2 separate regions of the Mus musculus genome follow, and region 1 is linked to region 2. The links are chromatin contacts, called in public HiChIP or PLAC-seq maps. All regions are on one chromosome and are shown on one strand. The core of a region is the stretch at or near the end of the contact, and the rest is flanking DNA. Distances in the headings are between cores, read along the strand shown. Region 1 holds the start of Tcf12 (transcription factor 12). Region 2 overlaps Myzap (myocardial zonula adherens protein).

Region 1 (5,380 bases), core at 936-3,435, 540 kb before region 2:
ATATATTTACATATTAAGTAACTATAATAGAATGACTTGATATAGCTTAAAACAGAAGAAATAAATTCAGGTTACCATCAAGTCTAGTATCCTGGATACAATGCTAGGTGCTTATCAGTACCAACCCACAAGGAACTCACAATCTAATGACAAAACAACACACAAAATAAAATTGAATTTTCCACAATAGATATGAAAACCTTCCCCAGTCAGACTTTCAAAGTGAATCCTCTGATGTCCTCTAAAATAGCTGTGTGAGCAGTATAAGCTGCCTCTCCTTTGCCTTGGAAACAGCATACATCTCGCATGGTTTCATGCCACCCCTTCTTCTTGTAGTAATTATTTATCTCAATCAGGGGTTTCTACTCTGCTTTTGATCATTCAATTCTCAGACAAAAGACACACAACTTTTATATTTATAATGACCCTTTAATGTACTAGATCTGGTCAGATATCTACCTTCTAAGCTATTATGTCTACTTCCCTATCAATAACCCCGAGTTGTAACTTGCCACATTTCATCTGGCTGTCCTTAACTCCAAGTGGCCAGCTCTCATGGCCATGTTTTCATGATTCACCTACCCCATGGTGTGCTCTCTTCTCTCTACCTACTACCCTCTCCTCCTGGTTCCTGACTGGGAACCCCAAGCCCAAGAACCAAAACTCTGCCTATCTCTCTTCTGCTCATAGGCAGTGGGTATCTTTATTCACCAATCAGGGATAACTTGGGGACAAGGTTACCTAAGTGCAGATTCTCTCATCCCTGGGGGCAACCAGGCCAGTAGTTAGTATTACAATGCATAGCAGAAGACCAAACCTCAGCATCTTCCCTAGAGATTGTACCACAGAAATATGGCTTTACCAGTTACCTAATCAAATTTCCTGGTTGTTCTGTGACTGCTTTTTGCCTCACTTTTGTATACACCAAATTACGGATAACCAAACCCTGTTCATTTAATCAATGATGCTAGACTTGGCTCAGAACTGTTTGATTTATATTGGAAACATCATCAAAGATCAGATCTCTCCTTGCGAAGACTTTCTTCTTGTCTGTTTGATTTACTCTGGCTAGATCTTGAGTTTGGAAGATGACATTCATTTTTTTTTTTTATAGCATTTGCAAAAATGTTCTCAAAGACTTCAGCAAATTGCCTATTTGTATGTGGGTTAACCATCCGCTAGTCTTAGTTGGAAACGGGATCGTTATCATTTTTTAGGTGAAATCATGCTACTTTGTTTAGGATGGAGACACACTCCACAAGTTGCCAAAGCATGTATGTACCTAAGTGGGACTGGCTTTGGGGGTGAGTAGGCTACCATTAGTTCTGGAATGGTCTATACGGAGGTCCCACATATAAACCTTAATTTGCTTCTCTGGTTGGACAGCTCTGGTTGCAGTAAGTACAGCAATGGCACATTTAACTATCTTCTTTATATGAACTTCTGAGGCCAACGGCTCCTTCTTACAGTCAGGATACTCAAGAGTTGGCCACTGTCTTCAATTCGTTTCTTTGGATGCTTGTCTCGAGTGTTTCTTCTGCTTGGGCCTGGCTGGTCTTCTCTGTGCTCGCAGACCTCAACACAATCACCTTAGCTTCCCCTCAAGTAAACCTTAACTTCCAAGGCCGAATTTTTCCCCTTTTTCTTTGGGGCTTCTTCAGGCCAAGTTCGGAACTTGCTCATCAAGACTTAACTTCCTGGGGCTGTCTCTCTGGTTACAGCAAAGGCCAGGCGCAATCCTTTCCCAGAACTTGGTGTTGCAGCGCGGGGCTCAGGTGGGACGGCACGCTCAGGTGAGCAAGCTGATGAGCGCGGCGTGAGGGGCTTTGCGCTTTTCCCACAGAGTCCGCCCACCACAGCTGCGGCTCCACAGCCGGCCTCGCCTCCCGCGTCCGGCGTGGCTGAGCTCCGGAATGGCTGCGGGTGGCAGATCCAGATGCTGCCCAGCTGCGTCCCCGTCGCGGCACTTCGGGGCGCAGTGAGCTTGAGGAGACGGCCGCCGCCCGCCGTGGGCTTTGTCCGTCCGCCGCTCCGCCCCGCCCCGTGCCTCCCCGCCCCCTCCGCGGTCCCACTTCCTCGGCGCGGGAGGCGGGAGCGCGCCGGGCAGCGAGGGGTTAAGCCGACGCGCTTGAGGCGCGGAGGGATCCGGAGGCGAGCGGAGCTCGGTGCTGAGGCCGCCTCAGCGGAAAAAAAAAAAAATGTCCGCCTGAGGAGACCCACAAGTTCTATCGGGGGGACAGCCAGCCCGCCCGGGGAGCCACGGGCGGCTAAGCCCGAGAGCCGCCCGAGTCGCGCCGACTCAAGCACTCGCGGGGGCCCGAGGCAACGCAGCCGCCGGCGGCGCGTGGGGAGGGGGAAAGCCTGAGCCCGCGCTCCCGGCCAAAGTGAACTTTAATCGGGAAGGTTGGATGCGGAGCCCGGGCGGCAGGTAACCGCGGGCGGCGGGCGGGACGTGCGGAACTCAGGTCCCTTTGTACGGCGCGGAGCCCGGGGCCGCGTCCAAGTTGCGGCGCGCGGCGGGGCGGAGGCGCGAGCTGCGGGGTCCAGGCCCGGGCAGCGGCGCTCGGCCTGCGCGGCGCTCGGGGCTCGGCGCTCGGGGCCGGGGAGCCGCCGAGCCCGCCTCATTGTTCCGCGAGTCCGGGGCAGGGCGGCCCAAGTGGGAGGTGGAGGCCGGGCGGGAGTTTGCGGGGCGCGGACGCGCGTGGGGCGCTCTCAACCAAGCCGGGGACCCCCGCTGGGGACGTCCGGGCCGCAGACGCGGGCCTGCGAGCGGCGCGCTCCCCGCAACTTGTCAGCTCTATTGTTGCTGAGCGAGTGAGTCACTTGGTCTCCGGGTCGCCGCCGCTTTCTCGCTCCCTCGCTGGGCGCGGGCTCGCTCCGTACTCCTCCCCGGGGGCACCCCGAAGCCGAGCCACCTTGGAAACTTGCGGGAGCCACGGAGCCACGCGTGGGCTCCCGTGTCGGAGCGGCTTCCGTCACTGTCCTTCGGGTATGCGTGGGGATCTGGCGTGTCGCTCGGCGCCCCCCACCCCGAGCGCTGCCTCTCTCTCTCTCTCTCTCTCTCTCTCTCTCTCTCTCTCTCTCTCTCTCTCTCTCTCTCTCTCCCTCTCTCTCCTTCTCACGTCGAGCGTCCGGGTGTCCGCGGCTCAGCCTGTCTTCTCTGCCTTAGGACCTGCTAGAAGTGGCTGAAGATGAATCCCCAGCAGCAGCGCATGGCCGCGATAGGGACCGACAAGGAGCTGAGCGACCTGCTGGACTTCAGTGCGGTATGAGAGCTTTCCTCCGCATCTTGGGGTTCTGCTGAGGTTTCCCGAGATCGGGAGCAAGAGAGAAAAGGGGGGAAAGCGACATGGCAGCGGGCAACTCCATCTGCTTTTCAGCGCTAGTTCTCAGGGCTGGAGTCCAGCTCCCCCAAGTTGGACACCTGAACTTTGATGTAATGTCTAGACTTGCAGATTTCAAACTTTAATGCCAGAGGGGTCATTTGATTTAACTAGTTAAAAGAAGAACAATGTAATCATGAGCTCTGGTTGAGTCACTCCCTTCTGATAATTATTAGAGATTTTAGACTTTATATGAAAGAAAAAAAATATTTTTTTTCCTGAAGACTTCTCAGCATTTCCCTCCCCACGACTTCATTTAGCCTGTGGTACCTGAGAGATGCCAGCTTCAAAAAAGCCAACCCCAGCGCTAGAATTCCCAGCCTTGTGAGCTGACTGCTTTAAGTATACATATGCCGTCTGCATATGTAATATGGAAAATGATTTAAAAATAAAAGGTGAAGCTATAGAGCCCATTGCCCTTATTTCTTACTAATGGATTGAATTTCAACGTTAACTGCTCCTAGAAGGCAGGGCCAATACCTGCTGTATTAGAACTGTTATTATCTTTCCTGTATGTGGTAATTTCATCGGACATGATTCTGATTGCAAGTGCTTATTAAGTAATGTTAATGTAATGAGAATCACTTAGGGCCAAAGTGAAGATCATGGGTAAAAATTTACTGTTTAAACTTAATTATCTTGTAATCTTGCCTGTGGCTGGGTTTTCATAGCAAATGTCACCGGTTCTCTCAAGCAATATTAGTAAATAATATCACTTGTTATTGCCAGCCTTGGTCTGAATGGGTCTTCCATTTTTATTTCAAATTCTCTATGAAAATTAGGAACCTAATTGATGACACTTGGTGAACTTTTCTTTGCAAGGAATATAGAAGAATTTTAAGATTAATAGGTACATTTGGGTTATTTTGCAGATGTTTTCTCCACCTGTTAATAGTGGGAAAACGAGACCAACAACACTGGGAAGTAGTCAGTTCAGCGGGTCAGGTAAGACGATGTTGAAAATCAGAAATTTCTATTTCAGAGCACTGACATATTTTAGTAGAAAAGTCTATAAAGCATTTTAGTGCCTGCCACACCATTTTTTTACACTGTCCGGTTACAATTATAAACTACTAGCGCCTCAAACTTGGAGAGTTGTTCTGAAGATTGCTTGGATGTTTTAAAGAATTTTAGCATGGACTTAAAGTTGCTCTTTTTGTGAATGTTAAGATTGAAAATTGTCTTGAGCATGATGGATTGTGTCATGACTGTATTTAGAAAAGTGCTTGAAGAAAGCTTTGTGGTTCACGGGTGTTCCTTTTATATATGCAGACATTTAATATATCTTCAGATCATTAGTGTTATTAAATCCTAGGCTCTAAAATGGATAAAAGTATTGTTTAATCTATGTGCATAAAAAGTAGAATTGAGTCAAACAATAATTAATAAGTTGTATTTATTTTAAAAAATGGGTTTTACACTGTAGGAAATAAGTAATTTTGTGGATATTAATTTAAAATGATAATTCTATATTAAAATAAGGTCTTATTTTAAATGACATAGGGCCAAATTTTTGTCCTGTAATCAAATTATATTAGGATATTTTTTAAAGTTAGATTCCTAAGCAATATTATTAATGTTAAATTTGCTTGCTTTTGGTAAACTATGTCATATTACTAAATAGTGTCCCACTTTAAAAAAAAAAACTTACAATTTAAAAGTAAGTATTCCAGAGCAGGGATACAGAAGTTTAATTTGTTTCATTTCAACTTATTCTTCAGTGTCCAAGAGATGGGGAGAAGAGCATTGAGAGCATGGTCCTGAGAAAACTGGCTGTAGTGTGTCTGGGCAGGAGCCGCTCAGTCACTGCTCACTAGAGCAGTGCTTCTCGTTTACCCTAGCAAAATCATAGCTGCTTTCCAGAGGGCTGTGAGAGCAGAAAGCCTGGAAATTAGCTTAATTTTATAACTGGCTTAACATTTTATTCTACTTCTACTTCATGTTTAGAAAAATGTTTCTGTTGAAAATCACACATCAGTTTAGCTGAACTCCATTTT
Region 2 (5,104 bases), core at 373-2,872:
GAGGTTCATTCTCATGCTTGCAGTGTCTTCTTAGCTGTCTGTACTTACCCAGACATCCTGTCCCTCCAGGCTCAACAAATGGCTCGCTTCTCCATTGAGACCTTCTCTGTCTGTCCTGTGCTGCCATAACCAGGCCTCCCTAAGCTGCAGGTTCTCCAATCCCCCACCCTTCTTGTTTTAACTGTAGCGTTCTTAGCAAAGAAATGCCATAGGAATGGATAGATGTTTCTGTAAATATTTGGATGTGAAAATGACATTGAGTTAGCATAGAAACACACAGAGCAAGAAGGCGTTAGCTATTCTGCCCCTGTAGAGCCTTGCTCTCTACACACAGTAGGTTTTTGGTGACTACAATGACTTCAGGTTAATTTCAGAAGTTTCTATAACACTGTAGACTACATGGGCTAAACAATAGAATTTTTGTTGTTGCCTAGTTCTGAGGACTAGAAGCCTAGAATGGAGGCAGGCCCACATTCCCTGTGGAGGCTCTGAGGCAGAGCCCTTCTTTAAACTCATCCAGAGTCTGGTGGCTCTGGTCAGTCCTTGTCTCATGGCTGTGTGATTGCTGTCTTCACAGACGGAGCTCTTCCTGTGAGCACATCCTTGTCTGGCCAAATTCCCTCCTTTTTGTAAGGACCCTGCTGATAATGGAGTCGAGCTCACTTTAACAACCCCCTTTTAAGTTGATCCCATCTCTAGGTAAGGTCAGATTTTAAGTTACTAGCAGTTAAGACCCCAACATATTTTTTATTGGGAAGTGACACAGTTCAACCCACGTTTTTAAAATTGTGCAAGCAATTCAGATGGATTAGCTTTTTGTTGTCTTTTGACTTTTTGTTTGTTTGCTTGTCTTTTTGTTTCTTTCATGTCGCTGAGGCTGGCTTTGAACTCCTGGTCCCCTTGCCCCTACCTCCCGAGGGCTGGGATTACAGGTGTGTGCCACAGACTCCGGCTTTTTATTTGTATACTGAACATAATAATGTGGAAGAAGGGATGATCACAGATTTTATTTGATCACAGATTTCATTCAAAGGAATTGATCAATGTGGGATGCTTTTAAATATGGCTAAACCTTAGGAACAAAATTGGTAGTAGATCATTTTGAAGTTAAATACTGGCATCTGACATTTTCAAAGAACTCTGTAATTCTCTGAAGGTCTGTATCCATATTTCTGCCCAAATCTAGTGAACACACATACACACACACAGAGAGAGAGAGAGAACCAATACTAGCTATGACAGATCTATCATGTTGAATCAGAATGTAGCTGCGTAGTCTTGGAGCTGGTCAGAGCTGGTTGGAGCTGGTTCTGCAATCACCATGAGCAAATCTTGTGCGTATTAAGAGACTAGCTAGAAGAGGCAGTGCTATGAGAAGCTACTAACACACAGGAAGGATATCATGTTACTTTAGTCTGTTTTGAGACTTTGAGGAGCTAAGCGAGGGAGAGTAGCTGTGCGTGTGGGTGCAGAGTCCAGGGCTTCTGGAGCGGTTGTGTGTCAGAGGAGGAAACCCTCGCCAGCAGATTTTATAGCCCCTTTCCTTTAAAAGCCTGGATGAGCAAGCCTGCTGGTTCTTGCCCTCAGAGAGCCTGTTTATACAACATCCTGGCTGTTGCCAGGTGAGTGGGTGAACTGCCATGATTCACGGCTGCAGCTGGGGCTGGGCTGCCTCTGTGATAGTGTGCAGGGGCTGTGTCTGCCTCACAACAAACAGGCCTGAGGTGCTGGTCCTGGATCCTTCACTAACCTCTGCAGGGCCTATCTCAAGCCCTATTGAAGGCACCCAGGTTCCTCTTCTACAACACAAGAGTATTCACCCCTTCCTCCACTCCCCAACTGTGGAACTCTATTCACATCGATACACTTATGTAAAATAATGTCAGAGCAGTGTCTCGAAGGAGGGACTATGTTATTCTTGAGATTGACACCTGAGGTTGACCTCTCGGGCCTCGACATGTGCATATGCTCATACACACACACACACACACACACACACTATATATATATATATATATATGCATATGTATATATAACATATATTTAACATATATAACAGTCTATATATATAACATATATGTGTGTGTATGTGTGTATATATATATATGTGTATACACACACATACTGACCTGCACCCACATGTGTGCCTGCCAACATATGAACACATGTATGTACACACATGCCATCCTCTCCAAGTTTATTGAATGTCTGCCTATGCTGGGTATTGAGACGCAGCTGTGGAACTACTAGGCACACTCCCTGCCTTTGTGGAGTTTGTTATACTGTCAGATCACATCCTCCAATTTAAGAGGTGAAAAACCTAGTCCGCCCCGCCCCCCCACCCCCCCACCCCCCCATCACTAGCCTAACTAATTCAACGGCCAGTGAATTCCTCAGGCCGTTTTATAGAATTTGGGGCTGGGTTACTTTTTTGTGGCTTCTCCCCCTTTTCCAACCCAGGGAACAGCTGCAGCCAGAGTCTGAGGTAAGTTCTGAGCTGGGAGTGCTCCTAAGAAGTCACGGGTCACATGACCTCTTCCTGTGTATGGCTGTTTGCACCTGTTTTAATCCTGATCTGTTTTATGTGGTGTTTAGAGAATTTTGTGAGTTGTCTCGGTTCCCTACTGTGACAGAGACCGTCTTTTCATCTCAACACTTACAGGGACTTAGTTTTCAAGGAGCTTTGCCTGGCATTGTTCATTTCATATTCATAATATTTTCATAACATTCATAATAGGTCATATTCATAATGGGTTCCTAACATTAGTAATAGGTCTGGCATATACATATTCTTTTTAAAAAAGATTTGACTTATTTTTAAGGTATGTTTGTGTGTGTGTGTGTGTGTGTGTGGTGTATGTATGTGTGTGTATGTGTGTGTGTGTGTGTGTGTGTGTGTGTGTGTGTGGTGTATATGTGTGTATTTGTGTGTGTGTGTGTATGTGTGTGTATGTGTGTGTGTGTGTGGTGTGTGTATGTGTGTGTGTATATGTGTGTGTGGTGTGTGTATGTGTGTGTGTGTATGTGTGTGTGTACATGGATGGATACTGGTACTTTTGGAGCATCCAGTTCCCTAGAGCTGAGATACAGGTGGTAATGAGCTGCCCCATGTGGGTGAGTACTGAGAACTTAACCCCGCTCCTCTAACAGTATTGTGTGCTCTTAACCACTGAGCCATCTCTCCAGCCTCAAACATATGTTAGATGCTTTGTTTTCTACATCTATTTTCCATCCACACATTCTCTTTGTGTCTCTGTCTCCGTCGTCTTTCTCTCCCTCTCTCTGTGTGATGACGACGAATGTGTAGTGGTCAGAGGACACGCTGCAGGAGCCGATTTTTTTCCTTCCGCCATGTGGATTCCAGGAACACTCAGGATTTCTGGCTATGTGGCAAGCACCTTTCCCAGCTGAGCCATCTTGCCAACCTCCATATATAATTTAAAACTTGATTTTTAAAAGATACAAAGCAGCATTCTAAAGCTTCAAATAATCTTTTAACTGTGGAGAGCTTGACACTTATACCAAAGGAATATGTGCTTCTAGCCTTTGCCTCAGCCTCAGCAGCCCACCCCCCACGGTCAGCCCCCCCCCCCCCCCGCCCACATTCAGGGCCAGGGCTCCCTTCCACTTCTGGTCAATGGTGCCTCATCTAAAGCCTGCATCCTGTCCACTTCCTTCACCTGTATAAGGAAATAAATATGTCATAAATACTTCAATATGCTTCTCTCAAAGATAAACACTGCCTTTCAATATTGCCACAATGCTTTTATCATGCCAAAAAGTAATACTCACTTTAGCAATATTTCAAGAGGAGGGGAAAAGATGAACTATAAGCATTTGCAAACCTATTAGCTCTTATTTTTTTCTGTGTTTTCTTGTTTTTTGTTTTTGTTTTGTTTTGTTTTGTTTTACCTTGAGCATGTGTTATTTTCTAAACATCTACTGTGCTGGGACTTTTTTTGTATTTCATGTTGTGGTTAAGGCTCTGGGCTCCTGTCTGTCCCTTGCTCTAAGGAACAAAGGGCGTTTCCTTCAGCTAGACTGTTTCCAATATTTGAGATGATTCCCCAGAGCCTCTTCTGGCTTCTAAAGCTCCATTCAGTAAATATTTGCTGAGAGTCACAATCTGTCCATCACTGCTGGCTGCTGCCGTTAAGAGTGAAAAAAAAAAAAAAAAGGCAGATGGGGCGTGGTCATCTCAGGACTGGTAGCTGCCAGGGGAGCAGGGCTCTCATCCTAAGGACACCTGCAGTCACTCATGCATGGCTGTCATTACGGGGAGAATGGGCATGAGGAGGCCTACCAGTTCTGAAGGGTCGAGGCAGTCACTCTGGAGGAAGAGACATCTCAGTCTAGCAGTATGGCAGAGGGAAGAGTCTTGTGAATAGCATGAGTCAAAAAGGAGTTGGTAGAAGAACAGAAGGGGGGCCATGAGGAAGGATGGAGGTAGGGTGGGGTACTGGAGAAGAGCCCTATTTCTGGCCTGACACTTCCTGATGGTTCTAGCATGTGAGGGCTGGGCTCCTGGCTTCCCTGCCAGCTAGAAACTCAGGGATGCCACATAGCCACATCAAGTCCAACTCCCTGCTGACTCTTTACTGGCTGGGAGGCAGTGTGGTTTAAGAAGGTCACATATGGAAAGACAGACAGGAGCCTGAATGCTCACCCCGGATGAACCAACATTTACACAATAGAGCTGTGGGGACTAAAGGAAGTACTGTGTAATAAAAATCACTGGGCAGCACATGTTTTCCTCCCTCTTTCTTCACACAAACCCTTCTGGCCTTTCCCTGTGTGGCCCAGCGTCTTCCTCCCAGGAACGCCCTGCTGCTACCCCGAGCATCATGCTGCTAGTCCTGCTAGTCCTGTTGTGATCGGGCCCTTTCTCTGGAGGTCTTTTATTTAGTTGACATTTTAATCATTTTTTACTTTTAGTTTCCATTTGAAAAGTGAAATAAAAGGGGCCTGGAGAGATGGCCAAATAGTTAAGAAGGTATTTTGTTCTGTCAAGGGACCTGAGCTCAGAGCCCAGCATCTACACAGGGTGGCTCAGGACTGCCTGCAGTTCTGTGGGATCTGTCACCCTCTTTCAGGTTCTGTGGAC

The links. HiChIP or PLAC-seq counts read pairs in DNA pulled down with a chosen protein or histone mark.
Region 1: a contact with region 2 is called in a FOXA1 HiChIP or PLAC-seq map of pancreatic cancer cells. The contact joins the promoter of Tcf12 here to the enhancer-like site in region 2. A contact is called at or near these places in 2 of 39 promoter capture datasets (both in liver) and 3 of 115 datasets of contacts at active chromatin or transcription factors (embryonic stem cells, fetal liver and pancreatic cancer cells).

The regions. Positions count from the first base shown.
Region 1 is chr9:72,108,624-72,114,003 of GRCm38.p6, reverse strand. It overlaps Tcf12 (transcription factor 12), which reads left to right and starts at 2,185. Exons shown (of 21, transcript NM_011544.3): 1 at 2,185-2,428; 2 at 3,170-3,266; 3 at 4,256-4,328. The coding sequence starts at 3,192.
Region 2 is chr9:71,567,784-71,572,887 of GRCm38.p6, reverse strand. All of the region lies in intron 2 of Myzap (myocardial zonula adherens protein), which reads left to right. Among named protein-coding and RNA genes, the nearest start is that of Myzap, 22 kb to the left of the region's middle. Within about 2 kb of position 1,622, at least 81 of the 459 cell types and tissues checked have an H3K27ac peak or open chromatin away from gene starts, as enhancers often do. A contact at or near this core is called in pancreatic cancer cells, where this site is marked.